Regions from separate parts of the Pan troglodytes genome. Here regions 2 and 3 are each linked to region 1. The links are chromatin contacts, called in public Hi-C maps. All regions are on one chromosome and are shown on one strand. The core of a region is the stretch at or near the end of the contact, and the rest is flanking DNA. Distances in the headings are between cores, read along the strand shown. Region 1 overlaps ME3 (malic enzyme 3). Region 2 has its middle 49 kb from the start of PRSS23. Region 3 has its middle 21 kb from the start of PRSS23.

Region 1 (4,953 bases), core at 2,186-4,685:
GACTGTCTTCCAGAGATGACCAAAATGTCTGTTGGGACATTGTCTATCCCCATGTTGGAGAAAAGGTGAGAATGTCTTCATTTGTTGGAAAAATAGTTGAATGTTGTGAGGCATTTTGTTAGAGTTTTTTTTTTTTTTTTTTTTTTTTTTTTAAATTTCAGACAGAATCTCACTCTGTTGTCCAGGCTGGAGTGCAATGGTGTGATCTCGGCTCACTGCAACCTCTGCCTCCTGGATTCAGGCAATTCTCTTGGCTCAGCCTCCTGAGTAGCTGGGATTACAGGCACCACCACCATGCCCAGCTAATTTTTTGTATTTTTAGTAGAGACAACGTTTTGGCGTGTTGGCCAGGCTGGTCTCGAACTCCTGACCTCAGGTGATCTGCCTGCCTTGACCTCCCAAAGTGCTGGGATTACAGGCGTTAGCCACCACACCTGGCCAGAGTTGTTTTTGTTGTGTGGAAGTACACATGTGCCAGACAGTGTATATGGATGCTGGGTAGCCAGAAGGATGGACTGTACCAATTATTGGGTAATTGTTTATTAGCTTCTTTACACTGCTTTGTCTGCAAACCACTTTTCAGCTTTGCCAACTTGCTCTATGCTGGGCTCTGCCAATAGTAGGTGCTAGAGGGAGACAAAGGCTAGATGAGGGGGATAATATGCTTCCCCCCTATCACCCCAGCATCATCCATCTTGTTAGGATTGCAAGGTAAAATGTAGGACACTTTGTAAAATTTGAATTTTAGATAAACAACAAGATTTTTTTAAGTATAAGTATGTCCTATGCAATATGAGCATAAATACACTAAAAATTATTTGTTTCTAACACCAAAATTTAACTGAGTGTCCTGCATTTTGGTTTTGCTAAATCTGGCAGCCCCACAGCCTTAGTTCTTCAACTCCATGGCAGCAGTTTGTTCCTGAAGCAGAAGTTGAACCCAGTTTGCAGTTTGGCTGTCACTGAGAGAACTAGTCTCATAGCTGCCACTCAGTGACACCAACGCCACTAACTGCCACCTCCTCTTTCCTTTGTTCCCTTAGCCTCAGAAGTTGTAGCAGATCCTTAGTGTTTCTTTTTTGGCTTTTGAATTCTTTAATAGACAATTAACATTTTAAAAAATATTAAGTGTTCTCTATTAAAGCAAGTGGTATAGACTCTGATACAGAGAGCTCACAATAAAGTAATCACAATCAGCAACACTCCACGATGGTGAAACCAAAACAAAACAAAGCAAAAGGAAATTAAAGTAGGACTATTTATGGCTTACTACATTTGGATAATTAAAAAAATTGTTGTCATCTATGGCTGGTGAGGGAGGAATGAAAAGTAAAATGTTCCAATATACTTTGTGTTTTAAAGTGCTACAATCTTTAGTGGAGAACTGTTTCCCCATCTAGAGCAAAGGCATAAAATATTTTTGCCCTTTGACCTTATACTTCTACTTTTGAGAATCTCTATATAGAAAAGTCCAAAATGTATATACTAGGATGTTTATGACAGTGTTATTTATAATACAGAATGGCTGGAAATAACCTACACATCTAACAGAGGAGTAATGATTAAGTAAAGTAGCCAGTGTAGACACAGTAGACTGTTTTATAGCTATTAAAAATGATCATCATGAATATTATGCAGCAACATGGAAAATGCTGTGAAGCTAGTCACTAACATCAGATATTGTTCCAAGTACTTTATATGTCTTAACATGAAGACAGTTATTCATTTAATCCTCATTATTGCCATCCTCATTTTACAGATTGGGAAAATAAGGTATGGTTTGCTGAATTGTACAAGATCATATAACAGAGCCAGGATGTGAATCCAGGGAATCAAGCTCTAGGGCCTGTGTGCTTAAGCACTAACCTATGTTCCATTGAGTTGGCTGGAAGGAAGAGAACATTAAATAGTATGCATATGATGATTCTAATTGTAATGTATCACACACATAGAATCCAGAAGGAACTTACAAAATACTAATGGTTGCAGGGTGGGAGTATGAGTGAATTTTCTATATTGTCTGTTTCCAGTTTTCCAGGTGGCTTATTTTTAGCTAGCTCTGGGGTGGGCCTTCTCCTAGATTTATACTTGGCTCAGTGGCTGAGATAGGGGGTACAGCAAACAGTTGGTGGCCAATAAGTGCACATTCATCATTGTGGACATCAGAAGGCGGGACTCTATGCAGGATCATACTTCTCAGAAGATGGGGTGCAGGCACCCCTGTCTTCACACAGCTGTGGCCTAGAGGGAGTGCTGAACTGTTGGCAGTGTCACAGAGACAGGGCTAAGGATACTGGGACTTCCTAACATCCTTCCCATGGTCCGCAAAGTACACAGTGTGCACCCTCTGAGGGCCTACAAAGTGACAGGCACCATGCTAGGCACTGTCGAAGACAGATGAATCAAACATGATCCCTGCCATCAGAGAACTCCCAGTTTACCAAAACTTGGGCACAAAACAGTAGAACACAGTGGGTAGTCAGAGATCACTGGAAATTGTTACATTCATTTATTTTTTGAGCATCAATTATGAACCAGGCTCAGGTACTGAGGATACCATGGTAACAAAATAGACCAAGCTCATTTCTGTTTGTAAGGAAAGAAATTACTAAATGATTACAAGTGTGATGGCTTTTATAAAACAGTTGTTCATGACATACTTTTTGTTAGTTTATGTACAGAAAAGTATGTTATCAGTATCAACCTACCTCTGCAGTGCCTCCCCGTGTACTCCATGTACCAGTAGCTTTATTCATTGTTCCCTAAACATATCATGCATGTTTATACTTAGGTACATTTCCCCTGCTATTCTACCTATCTAGAAGACCATTTTGCAGTTCATTATTCCTTAAGACTGCCCAAATGATCAGCAAGACATTCCTTGCTACCCCAGGCATCCTTAACCATGCCTCCTTTTCCCATATCTACCTTTTTATCTAACCTGAATGAAGCTGGACTATATCATGGTCAGGCTCAGCACTGTACTGCATTCAAAAGAAACACCAAGCTGACATCCAAGGAAGTATCAACAAGCAGTTTAAATAGTATTCAAATCACTTAAAGAAAGGGCGAGGAGAATTGCATTGTATGACCCTCTTCTGAAATCCCCAAATCCCCTTTGTCCTTAATTTTCTCCAAAGTCCACTTATTATGTGGAACTCCCCATTTTCTCTGCCTCCCTCCAAGTAACTCCATACTTCTTACTCTCCGCCCATAAAACCCTCTTTCATTTCAGTTCTACGGAGTCAGAATTTGTATTTAAAAAGATCTCCAGATGATTTGTATGCCATTCCAGTTTGAGATGCACTGAACTAGATAGCCTCTCTAGGTGAGGTACTAGTTTCCTGCCATTGTCTAGCGGGAGTTTTCTGCTCATCGGAGTCTGTTTCAGGACAGCCTTTTGCCTCCCTGAAAGGAGGGGTTGCGCAAAGCATTTGCCACCAGATGGCGCCAAAGGTATTCCATCAGAGATGATCTCGCAGACACTACACTCTGGATGGGTCTTTTTTCTTTTTGGGTGTCAACCGTCTTCTGGGGTTATTTGCAGGTTGAATAACTCGGCTTCCTCACAGAAATTCGGTGCTGGATGGGGATTGGAGATCATGGCATTTAACAGTTGTACAGATGAGGAAACTGACAGAGAAAGGTGGCTTGGCCCTGTCAGTCACCCAAAGCAAGGAAACCTGGGGGTTTCCTTCCCAGGTTTGCTTCCATCCCTTCATGATCTCTGCTGCTCAGACAGCCCTTCCTGACTATAGTTGAAGGCAGCAGGAGAGGTGTTATGGGGTTTCTCTGGGGAAGGACGGAGCAGGGTGGTAGCAGAGGCAGAGGGAAGTGAACTTAGGCAGTAGATGTCAACATTCAGCTGTACCTCTGGAAGGGGAGGGGAGCTCAGAACAATGGGAAATCTGATGGGAAAGAGTCACACATTACAATAAAAGGATGCAAGGTCAGCTGCCATTTATTGATCACTCTTACTGTGGCCTTGGCTCTGTGCTATGTGCTTACCAGCACAGCATTTGCTCAATTAATCTTCCCAACAACTCCATGAAGTAGGGACTACTGTGCTCCTATTTTTTGCCCTTAAAAGTGGAGAATGACACTCAAGGGAAATGGAACTAATCAGGACAGAACTTCTGAATCCTATCACCACCAAGTCTTCAGACCCTCTGCCTCCAATGTCCAAGTACTTGCTTTTCCCCCTGTTACCATCGATGCCTCCCTGCTTCTAGCTAAAGCACCACTTGTCTAATGGATCCCATCATTTTTGCCTACTTGTCCCATTGTTCCCACTCCTATTTCCTGCATATTCAATTTTGCCCTCTCTACTGGATCATTCTCATCAGCATACAAATACACTGTAAAACTTCCATCTTTAAAAGGCCCTCCCTTGGTCCTATATGTCCCACCCTATTTCTTGCTCTCCTTTATAGCCAAACTCTTCTAGAGAGCTGAATATATTAACTGCATCTAGTTCTTTCCTCCTTGGTCCCCATGAAACCCAGTCCAATCAAATGACTGACCCACCTCTTGTCAGGGTCCCCAAGTACCTCCAGGTGGCCAAATTCAGTAATCAGTTCTCAGCCTTCTTCTTTCTTGACCTCTCAGCAGCATTTGGTACTGTTGCCCATTTTTTTTCCTTTGGGAAGCTATTTCTGCACTTGGTACAGGCCAGAACTCAAGAGGAAAAACAGTGGTTCTTAAGCTCCAAATTACAAAGTTTGGCAAATAAAGTTATCTCCATCATTAACTTGCATTTTTGGGGTGCTCTTGGGCTATGCACTAGGGGTTTAAAACTGGAAAGGAAGCTACTTAGCTGTTTCAAGGTAACCACTCTGAGAAGCCCATGAGTCCAGGGATGTGCTGGAACATGACTTGTGCCCATAAATGCCATGGGCAGCTGAAAGTGTGGCTGGTTGTTCCTATTCATGGTAAAAGAAAAAGAAGTTTTCT
Region 2 (4,765 bases), core at 1,243-3,742, 280 kb after region 1:
TTTATTGAGTATTTGCTGTATACAAGGCATGGGTTGATTCTATACATATTTATTTGGTCTTCTCAACAACCTTGAAAACACCTTTGCAAACTTACAACAGTAAGAGAAATCTAAAATAGTTGTCTCCATCTTGCTTCTGACCTCCAACTTGTCCTTGGTCATTCCTGGGCATAGGCCAAGATAACCTTGGGTGGAATTTAGTTTATGGTTAACTCAAAAGCAAGGATGATAATAGTCCCTCCCTAAAATGAACTCTTTCCTTGCTCGGGGACTGAAAACTCCCTTTGTGGGGTTTTTATTTTATTTTATTTTATTTTCGAAAACTATCTTTGTAAACTAGAATAGGATTCTGGGAAGGGCCCGAATTCTGCTAAAGTGTTGGCATAGTTTCTATAATCCCTTACCGCTCAGGAGTCATGTGGCCAGAGGTTATAAAATTTGTGGCTTCCCTAATTGCTTCTATAGATAGTGTCACTATTGTAGAACCTAAAATTGATTTTTTGAGATATCTTTCAGACTGACCCCTCCTGGACTCTGACTCATGACTCAGCTAATCCTGTGGCTCTACCCAGAGGCAAACTCACTGCCTGAGGACCATTTTCCACACCTCTACTCTTTCAACCCCAACCAATAAGCAGCACCCATTTCCCAGCCCCCTACCCACCAACTTGTGCATAAAACTCCTAAGCTCTGAGCCTTCAAGGAGACTGAATTGAGTGAGAATTCCAGTTCTCCTGTATGGGCTGGCCTTGTGTCGATTAAACTCTTTCTCTACTGCAATGCCCCAACCTCAGTGAACAGATTTTGGCTGTGCAGAGGGCAGGAAGAACCCAACAGGCAATTACAACCTTGTGAAGTTGGTATTATTTTACAGATGAGTAGGAACATAAGGCTTAGAGAAGTAAGGAGCATTGACTGAAGTCACAGATCCTGTAAATGGCAGAGCTGGAATCTGTGTCTCCATGGTCTAAACTTCTTCCATTCCCTACTGACACGCTGTGCCCTGGAGACCCTAACCCTACAGGCACAGTTGATTGGACATCTGACATAAACAGCTAATCCATGGGGAGAACTGGGATGTCTGTGACCAGAACCAAATATGAGATCGGAGCCAATTTTGTTCCTCTCTTACGATTTTAGAGTCTGGAAAAATCATAGCCAGTTAGCTATGGAGCCAAAGGTTAATGAGATGGACTCAATACAGGGGCAGCCATTCTGAGCCATGGGCAAACTACAGTGAGGAGCACTGCAGGCAGGAGAAAAGGGAAGACAAGGCACCAAGAGACAGAGGGTGAGAGGGATCGGAGACAGAGACACAGAGCCAAAGAGAATGGAGCCTAGAGCTAGCCACCTTGGCTCCTGACAGAGTCTTGATTTTAGGCCCAAGGGGTCCTGGCTGCACTATGGCACCTATCCTTGGCTTCCTGTGAGGTCTCCATATTCTTACAATGATTCTTTCCACCTAAGCTCATGTGAATGGGCCTCTGTAGCAACCCCCAAAATTCTGATTTCAACAGCCTGATGCAAGAGCCACCTTACCATCTGACTGCAGGCCCCCATCTTCATTTACAATAACAGCCATACCCACCATGTGTCCCAGGACAGTTGACAAGACAGAGTTTCCATAGGTCTAGTTCCTCATCTCTGTTGCTTTGATTAACCTGCCACTGCCACCATCCCTGAATAGAGAATATGTCTTCAGCCTCCAGGCCACTCCCTACCAGTCCCACCTTTCCTCCTATGGCCTATCTCCAGGTCTCTTGCCCTCATGGGTGCAACAGCCACCTTCTCAGGTCACCAGACTGCAGCTCAAGGGATACCAAGGAGCAGGTGTTCAGCCCTGAACATTGCCTTCCACTCTCATTCCTAGAGGTCCCCAAAAAATGACCCCCCTCCTCCAATACCCAGATGTGGGTTTTTAGGAATTAATCTGGACATATAATAAAGAAAAACAGAAGCAGTCCAATAAAGAGATGTAGACATGAGCAGACCCTGGCTTCTTGTCTAGATTCTCATCCTAACTGGCTGTGTTATCTCAGGCAAGTTGGCCGATATCTCTGAGTCTTGGATTTCTTACCTACAGTGACAGGGAGGGTGGATAACATGAGAATGAGGCTCCTTCCCACTCTGACATTCTAAGATCCAAATTTAAATACCAATCAGTTCGATTGGCATTTAGAGAAGAGGATCCTAGATTCTTTCTGAAACGTGTGCTTTATCATCACACCTGTTCAGGCAGCAAGTATCAGCAAAGCACCTATAGCAGTGCAGACTGGATGTGGAAAAGGAACTAAATTATCACAGAAGATACAGCATACTAACTGAAGGTTCAGAAAAAAAGGGAGGGGGGCTTCATGTCTAAGAGAAGAAGGAAGGTGTGGGCAACTGTATGAACAGCAGAGGTGCAAGGGCATGTGCATTGCTGAAACAGCAGATTTATAAGCATGTATCACAGCAGGCTGGGCTTGCAGGCTTTATTTAGGTAAAACTCCCATTGAGCTTCAGCTCCCAGTGCCCAGTCTGACTCAGAGCTTCAGAATTTTGTCCTGCAGTGCGATGAGTCATGGTGATGAAATTTCAAGAGAAAAGGACATTCTTAAAATTAGCTGTAAGACAGCAACTGGCTGTGCTTTTGCTCTGTAAGTGCCTTTTCCAGGTTATTTGAATTCCTCCTTTTTCAAGGCAACTGGAATGGTTGGGAATGGAGGCCCAGGAATAGGCCTCTCGTTTGCCTGCCCTTGGCCACTCAGATTCCCAAAACTCCAGGGCCTCTCAGTGCTTGCTCTTTTCAAGGAAGCAAGCCAAGGACTGGGGCACTGACCCTCAGGCCTGGTCTGCCCTTCACTCTTCCGCCTGATATCTTGTGGTTCTAAGAGAATGGAGTCCTCACAGGCGCCCAAGGCTAAGGTTGGGCTGGGCTGGGTTGACCACCCCAGCTAGAAGTTCCACCATTGAACAAAGATGGAGTGTGAGAGTCTCTTCTTACCCAACCTAATTCCTCCGACTGCACAAGCCCACTTTGTGCCTTTTGACCGTGCCTCCTCTCAGGGCAGGAAATCAAAGCTGACACTGGCTTTGCAGTTGGAATATTTCCATCAGGAATGAGATGTAAATGAACAATTTCTCCACTGTTTCCTGTACAACAGAGGGTTCTGTTGAGATTGGACAGGCGTGGCTCAGTTCCCTTCTTTTATTTACCCTGATGGAGAGCGTGTTCTCAATGTTTCCATCCCTCCTCAGGGATGTGCTGTCTAATGAGTATAATTGGGATTCCCCTCAACAAATCCAAATATTCAAAGAGCTACCCAGGTCTTTAGGGAATGTGAATGGAACTACAAGCAGGAACTATGAGCCCAGCCCAGCTGGTGAGATTCAAGAGGCTTCAAAAGGCCTAAATATATCTCCCTTTTGCCAAGTTCTTCCTATCAATATGCATATATTCATTTAGTCTTTCATTTAACAAGAATTGATTGCATACCAACCATATGGCATCACTGAGCTGGATATAGAGAATATTAACATAAATAAAATACAGCTGCTGCCACAAAGAACACATCTTTCAGTATGGAAATAGTGGTAAGCAATCAGTTATAATGCAAGATGGAGTGCTATCATAGAAGTGTATACAAAATATGAGATGCAGAAAGAAGGAATGGAAAGGTAGGGATGTGATCAGGCTCTAAGAGAAAAGTAAAGATGTGTATTAGTAATTAGGTCAACAAACCAAAAAAACAGACAAAACCTTTTCTGGTTTGTATAACCAGTATGTTGAACAAGCATGACTCATGGCATAAGAATACACTGTTGACTTCTCCTGTCCTGGAGCTCTCCTGCCCCACACTCTCTCTCTCTGCTGTTTCAGATCCAACACAGTTAAAGCCATGGGCAGGAGAAGAGGTAAAGCAATAGTACAGATTTGACTTGAGTCTGGTCTTTGGCCAAGGGAAGCATCCCCTGGGTGAGCCAGAGCAGCACTCTTCTCGTAGGGGCCATGCCATGGGTTGCTCCCAGGTCCCTTTGTGGGACCTCTGTCCTGCAGTCACCTTGACCCTGACAGATGTGTCGCCATTCCTGGAGCCACTTGAGGCATTGAGGAGCAGCACATTTCCAATCTTCCTGCCAAAATCCCTTCACTTCTCTCACAGGCACTTTCAGACAAGATCTAAGATGGCCCACAGAACGGTTCTCTTTCTGGTGTGTCCCACATCTAGTGCACAGGAAATGACCTTGAACAACTCTGGGAATGCATTCCAAACCCACCCAGCGCACCTCCTGGTTCCTGAACCTAGACAGCAAGTTACTCCTCTCTCATCCTCTGCCCACAGCGGGCAGGAGCCAGGACCCAGCCATGGTCTGCTCTCCCAGACATTACTCAGGCACTAGTTCTCTATGGTCCCTCATGCAAGGAATATCTTTTCACGTTCTCCTGCAGCACCTCCATGCCTCCCTCTAAGGGAGAGGGCTGTAACAGCTCTCTCCAAAGGAATCTCTTCTCTAATCCTCTCTCCAAGCTGGTCCCTCTGACCCTTTCCTCTACCCTTGACCTGGCTGAGGGCCAAGACTGAAGGTACATGAGCCCTTTTCTTGAAAATCCACATCTTGGGGATATGTTGTCATGCTCATTTTTTAAATCTTGATATTGATCATATTTGGTATGTCAGGTGAACTAATGGCAAGAAGTAGCCCATTCCAAACATCTTATGTCCCATCGCTGAAACAACCCATACTGGGAATGGTGTCTCCCAGGATGCTCACCTGAGCTGTG
Region 3 (4,571 bases), core at 3-2,502, 350 kb after region 1:
TTTGCTTTAGCTTGGTGAAAAAAAGTTCACTGAACACCAAGACCAGAATGGATTTTTAAAAAAAAATAGATGTTCCTTTTGTGAAGCACCTTGATTCCTTGATTTTGATTTTTTGCAAAGTTAGACAATGGCACAAAGTCAAAATGAAATCAATGTTTAGTTCACAGGTAGATGTAATTTACTAAAGAATGATACACCCATATGCTATATACAGCTTAACTCACAGAACTGTAAAAGAAAATTATAAAATAATTCAACATGTCCATCTTTTTAGTGTTAATAAAAGAAAGCATGGTATTAAACTATCATAGCAGTAGACAGAAAAAGAAAAAAGGACTCATGGCATTATTAATATAATTAGTGCTTTACATGTATTAGTTATACATATTAGAAGCATATTTGCCTAGTAAGGCTAGTAGAACCACATTTCCCAAAGTGTGCTCCTTAAACACTCATGCCTTACGATTTTCTACCAAAAGTAAAAAGGGTTGTATTAAGTCAGAGGAAGATGCCTCTCCATTTTCCCTCTCTTTATCAGAGGTTCACATGCTTGTCTGCACATTAAAAGCTCTGGGAAGACCTGTTGTAAAGGGACAAGTTGAGGTTGTAAAAATCTGCATTTAAATAAACATCTTTGATCACAAAACCCTTGTTTTCTCATATAATGCCTATAAGCAATCTGGTGTTCTAATAAATACATTCTGGGGATCTCTGTAACAGCCTTTTGGTTGAGGTGGTAATGTAGAAAGAATGATGAGTCCGAGTGGGGTCAGGTGTCTGTGCCTTTAGGGTTTAACCAGACCCTGTAACCAGGATTTGGAAATCTTCACAGCGTGAAATTAGAAGTAATAAATTTGAAAATTATCTGTCGCTGAGAATCAGAAGTTTGTGGCAGAACTGGGGACACATATTTTACATAGACTTTACTCCAAATTTTGAATTTTGGAAAGGAGATAGTGTTTTTAAAAGGTGGGAAAATAGCCTTAAAGAGGTAAAGAAATAGGAGCAGAGTTGTATGTGTAATCTTTCTTTTTACTGTTTTTGGACCAAAAAGGGATTGAAATACCAAGGTCATGCTCCCAATTCCCTGTTCTTTGTGTAGCTCAGTCTACCTGCTTGGGGAGATGGGAAGTACCTGGTGATGCCTGGATCATGTATTCAAGGAATCACTCTTTCTCTAACAAACCCCACAGGAGGTCTTTAATGCAGAACTTGTTAAGAATGACTAAGCCTGCCCTGGAATGATGACTCTAGGCTGCTGTCTGCTAACTGAAGGGTAAATGGCAGCCATCCAGGGAGTCCAGAGGAATTCTGACAGTGATCCCCAACACTCACTGAGGGCTTCCTTCTTACTTTGCCTGGGTTCTGCTGCTGTTCATGTCTGCACTTTTTCTTTGTTCTTGTCATGAACCAGTTCAAGTATGCCTTGAAGTTGCCTCTGACCATTGATTTCTATGGATGTTTGATAAGGCAGCCATTTCATTTATCATTCAGAATGGGATTCTTTTGAGAATGCTATGACTAATGAAGCTGGGGCAGCAGGTGTAAGCCAGGTATGTCTTGGCCAACAAGCATGTTTGGTCACTTAATTATTAACCTTTCAAAGCTCTGTATAGCGTGCAGACTGGCAGCCATCCTTGCTAATCTAGGAACAAAGGTGGGGCTGCAGCTCCCTGCGTTTCTCCTCTCTGGGCTTCCATTGTGATTCCTGTGATACCTTCTTTGCCTGGCTCAGCATTCTGAGGGCCTCCAATAGGGGAAGGGCATTTAAAAATCCTTTTGATGGGGTGGGGTCATCGTACATACATGGTAGACATGAGGCCATTTCTGGACGATCAACAACACATCTGTTTTTAGTCTGGGGTTCCCCCCGGAGGAGGAAATAAACCAGCTTCCAGAACAAGAGTAAACAGGGGTTGGCCGGGCATGGTGGCTCATGTCTGTAATCCTAGCACTTTGGGAGGCTGAGGCAGGTGGATCACTTGAGGTGAGGAGCTCCAGACCAGCCCTGCTAACATGGTGAAACCCCATCACTACTAAAAATACAAAAATTGGCCGGGCATGGTGGCGCATGCCTGTAATCCCAGCTGCTAGGGAAGCTAAGGCAGGAGAATCGCTTGAAACTAGGAGTCGGAGATTGCAATGAGCCAAAATTATGCCACTGTACTCCAGCCTAGGCAACAGAGTGAGACTCTGTCTCAAAAAAAAAAAAAAAAAAAAAAAAGAAAAAGAAAAAAGAAAGGGTAAACAGGATTGAGAGCTGAGATAGCAGCCTGGTATGGGAAGATGATGGCCTTGGAATTGGGCAGACTGATTCCACAGTTGTCTAGTTCCTTGTGGCAAATAAATCCCAATGCATTGTGGTTTAAAATTTAAACCCTCCTATATGATTTAAAGATCCTCCCTCTTCTGGGTTCCAGCTTCTCAATGGGCTCATTTGAAGCTGAGGAAGAGAGAAAGGAGACAGGCATCTTTATCTGACTCACTGCAGTGATGTTCTCTCTTCATTGCTTGCTGCTTCTCAGATAACACCAGCTCTTCTACCCTCCTTAGCCCTTACCTATGGTGATATAACCCTCTGTCTCCTGCGCACCTTTATCTAACAGATAGCTGTCTCAAGTACACAGCCAGCAAGATGCTTCAAGCCCAGTCATCTTGTTTCCTATTTGCATAACCCACAAGAAACTCATAGGCTTGCTATACCTGTGTGTTAGTGGCTTATTGAGAATTTGGGAGGGAATATGTTTGAGCCTCAACAAACTGAAGTGCAAGGGCCCCTGGCAGTATCAAATTTGTTCTGTTTAAGAGACAGATGGGGAAGAGTTCAAAAAGATAGATTCCAGCCAGCTCATATAGAAATTAAGGATTCTGTCAAGGTCTTTTTAATTCATCTTACTTGCTGGGGGATACAGTCAAAGGACTTTAAGTAGGAGCCCTGGTGGGGCCTAATCAGGACCGACTTATCCATGAAGGGACAGTAGGCACAGTGTCTAGGTCCCACAGCAGTTTCAGAGATCACACAGAAATATTTATTTTAAAATCAGAAGAAGAAAGTTAATTTTTAAGCCTAATAAAATGTGTTAATATAATGTTAATATATTTATATTAACAGCCATAAAATATAATTTTTAATATTTTTTAATGGAGAAGGAGGCTTATGAAGGCAAAAGGGCTTAGGGCCCACAAAAATCACAATGCAGCCCTGAAACTCATTCATATTTGACAATATCTCTTTGGATGCTAAATGGAGAATGGATTTTAGGCAGTGGCAATGGGAAAACTAGTAATCCAGGTAAGAAATGGCAGTGACTTTGACTTTGGAAGTAGAGGATATTGAATAGTGGTCATATCTGGAAGAGTATATATTTGAAAGTAGAGCCAACATGAATAGGTGTGGTAAAGGAGGAATCAAGAATGACTGCTTGGCTTGGGGCCTGAGCATCCACAGAGATTCCAGGTGCCATTTGCTGAGATGGGAAAGACTAAAGGAAGAGAATTAGATTCTGCTGTGGAAATGAAAACCGAGAATTCCTGTGTCAGTCATGTTAGGTTTCAACTGTCTAGCGGACACCCAAATGCCAATGTCAAATGAACTATAGGATCTCTGATTGTGAAGCTCAGTAGAAATATCTCAAATGCACTTGTAGGTGATATTTAAACCACAGAGAAATAATATCACCTGGGGAGAGAATGAGGCTTGAGAAGAGGGCTGAGGACAGAGTCCCAGTCCACCAACATTTAGATGTTGGGTTCAGTAGAAGAGAAAGAGGAAGAGGAGGAGGAGGAGGAGGCAGTAAGGAAGCTGGTAAGAAGCCACCAATAAGGTTAAGGACAACAAGGAAAATGTGGCCTCAAAGAAACCAAGAGAAAAATGTTGGAAGCCAGGTTGAGGAAGTGAGAGACAAAGGGTGGGACAAGATCAGATTGTGCTTCAGGTTATGTTTAGAAATGTCCCTCTGGCTATGGTGGGAAAGACGGGGTGGAAGGCAGGAGACCAGAGAGGAGTCTATCTAGTCCTCCAAGCTCCAGCTGTTTTCATGACAAGCAGAACCTTGCCTTGTCTGTCTCTGTGCACCCACCATGCAAGCATGGGGCACTGTGCACCAGGTATGCTTATCATGCCTGTGAATGAGGGATTGATTAACTGAATCCTCCAGGGACCCTTGGAACAGCTCTGCCCACAAGAAGAGCAAGAACCCAGGCATCAATGGGGTGGTGCAAACATGGGCTCAGGGAGGCCCTCTGCCATCCCCTCCTGCCTGGACCAATGTTTTCTGAGAGGCAGAAAGTGCAGGGTGACTCTTCACTGTGGTATTTGTCTATGTGTGTATCAAGTGTGTAAAAATACTGAGTGCTCTCTTAGTCTTGATTTATCACTGCCCCTTGTCTTTGGGCTATTAAAAGGACTAAGGCCCTGTCTTCCATAAAGAGCAAGAACAGCTTTGAGAAGCGTCAAGTTCCAATCCAGTGAAGAAAGACTGAAGTGTTTGCCTTGGAGAGAATGAGGAGAGTCTCAGGAAATGAAATAAACAGAACAAGGGGCTAGAATCCAAGCAGCAGCCATGGGAACA

What was found. Hi-C and Micro-C count contacts between places; a contact is called where the count stands out from the background.
Region 2: a Hi-C map of stem cell-derived neural progenitor cells shows a contact between it and region 1, with 3 times the contacts expected there. The contact joins two enhancer-like sites. A contact is called at or near these places in 2 of 7 Hi-C or Micro-C datasets (blood and stem cell-derived neural progenitor cells).
Region 3: a contact with region 1 is called in a Hi-C map of stem cell-derived neural progenitor cells, with 3 times the contacts expected there. The contact joins two enhancer-like sites. A contact is called at or near these places in 5 of 7 Hi-C or Micro-C datasets (blood, induced pluripotent stem cells, a lymphoblastoid cell line and 1 more), 1 of 1 datasets of contacts at active chromatin or transcription factors (stem cell-derived excitatory neurons) and 1 of 1 other capture datasets (stem cell-derived neural stem cells).

The regions. Positions count from the first base shown.
Region 1 is chr9:88,469,101-88,474,053 of NHGRI_mPanTro3-v2.0_pri, forward strand. All of the region lies in intron 8 of ME3 (malic enzyme 3), which reads right to left. Among named protein-coding and RNA genes, the nearest start is that of CCDC81, 81 kb to the left of the region's middle. Within about 2 kb of position 3,436, at least 2 of the 24 cell types and tissues checked have an H3K27ac peak or open chromatin away from gene starts, as enhancers often do. A contact at or near this core is called in stem cell-derived neural progenitor cells, where this site is marked.
Region 2 is chr9:88,754,754-88,759,518 of NHGRI_mPanTro3-v2.0_pri, forward strand. No RefSeq gene overlaps it. Among named protein-coding and RNA genes, the nearest start is that of PRSS23, 49 kb to the right of the region's middle. Within about 2 kb of position 2,493, at least 11 of the 24 cell types and tissues checked have an H3K27ac peak or open chromatin away from gene starts, as enhancers often do. A contact at or near this core is called in stem cell-derived neural progenitor cells, where this site is marked.
Region 3 is chr9:88,825,754-88,830,324 of NHGRI_mPanTro3-v2.0_pri, forward strand. No RefSeq gene overlaps it. Among named protein-coding and RNA genes, the nearest start is that of PRSS23, 21 kb to the left of the region's middle. Within about 2 kb of position 1,253, at least 2 of the 24 cell types and tissues checked have an H3K27ac peak or open chromatin away from gene starts, as enhancers often do. A contact at or near this core is called in stem cell-derived neural progenitor cells, where this site is marked.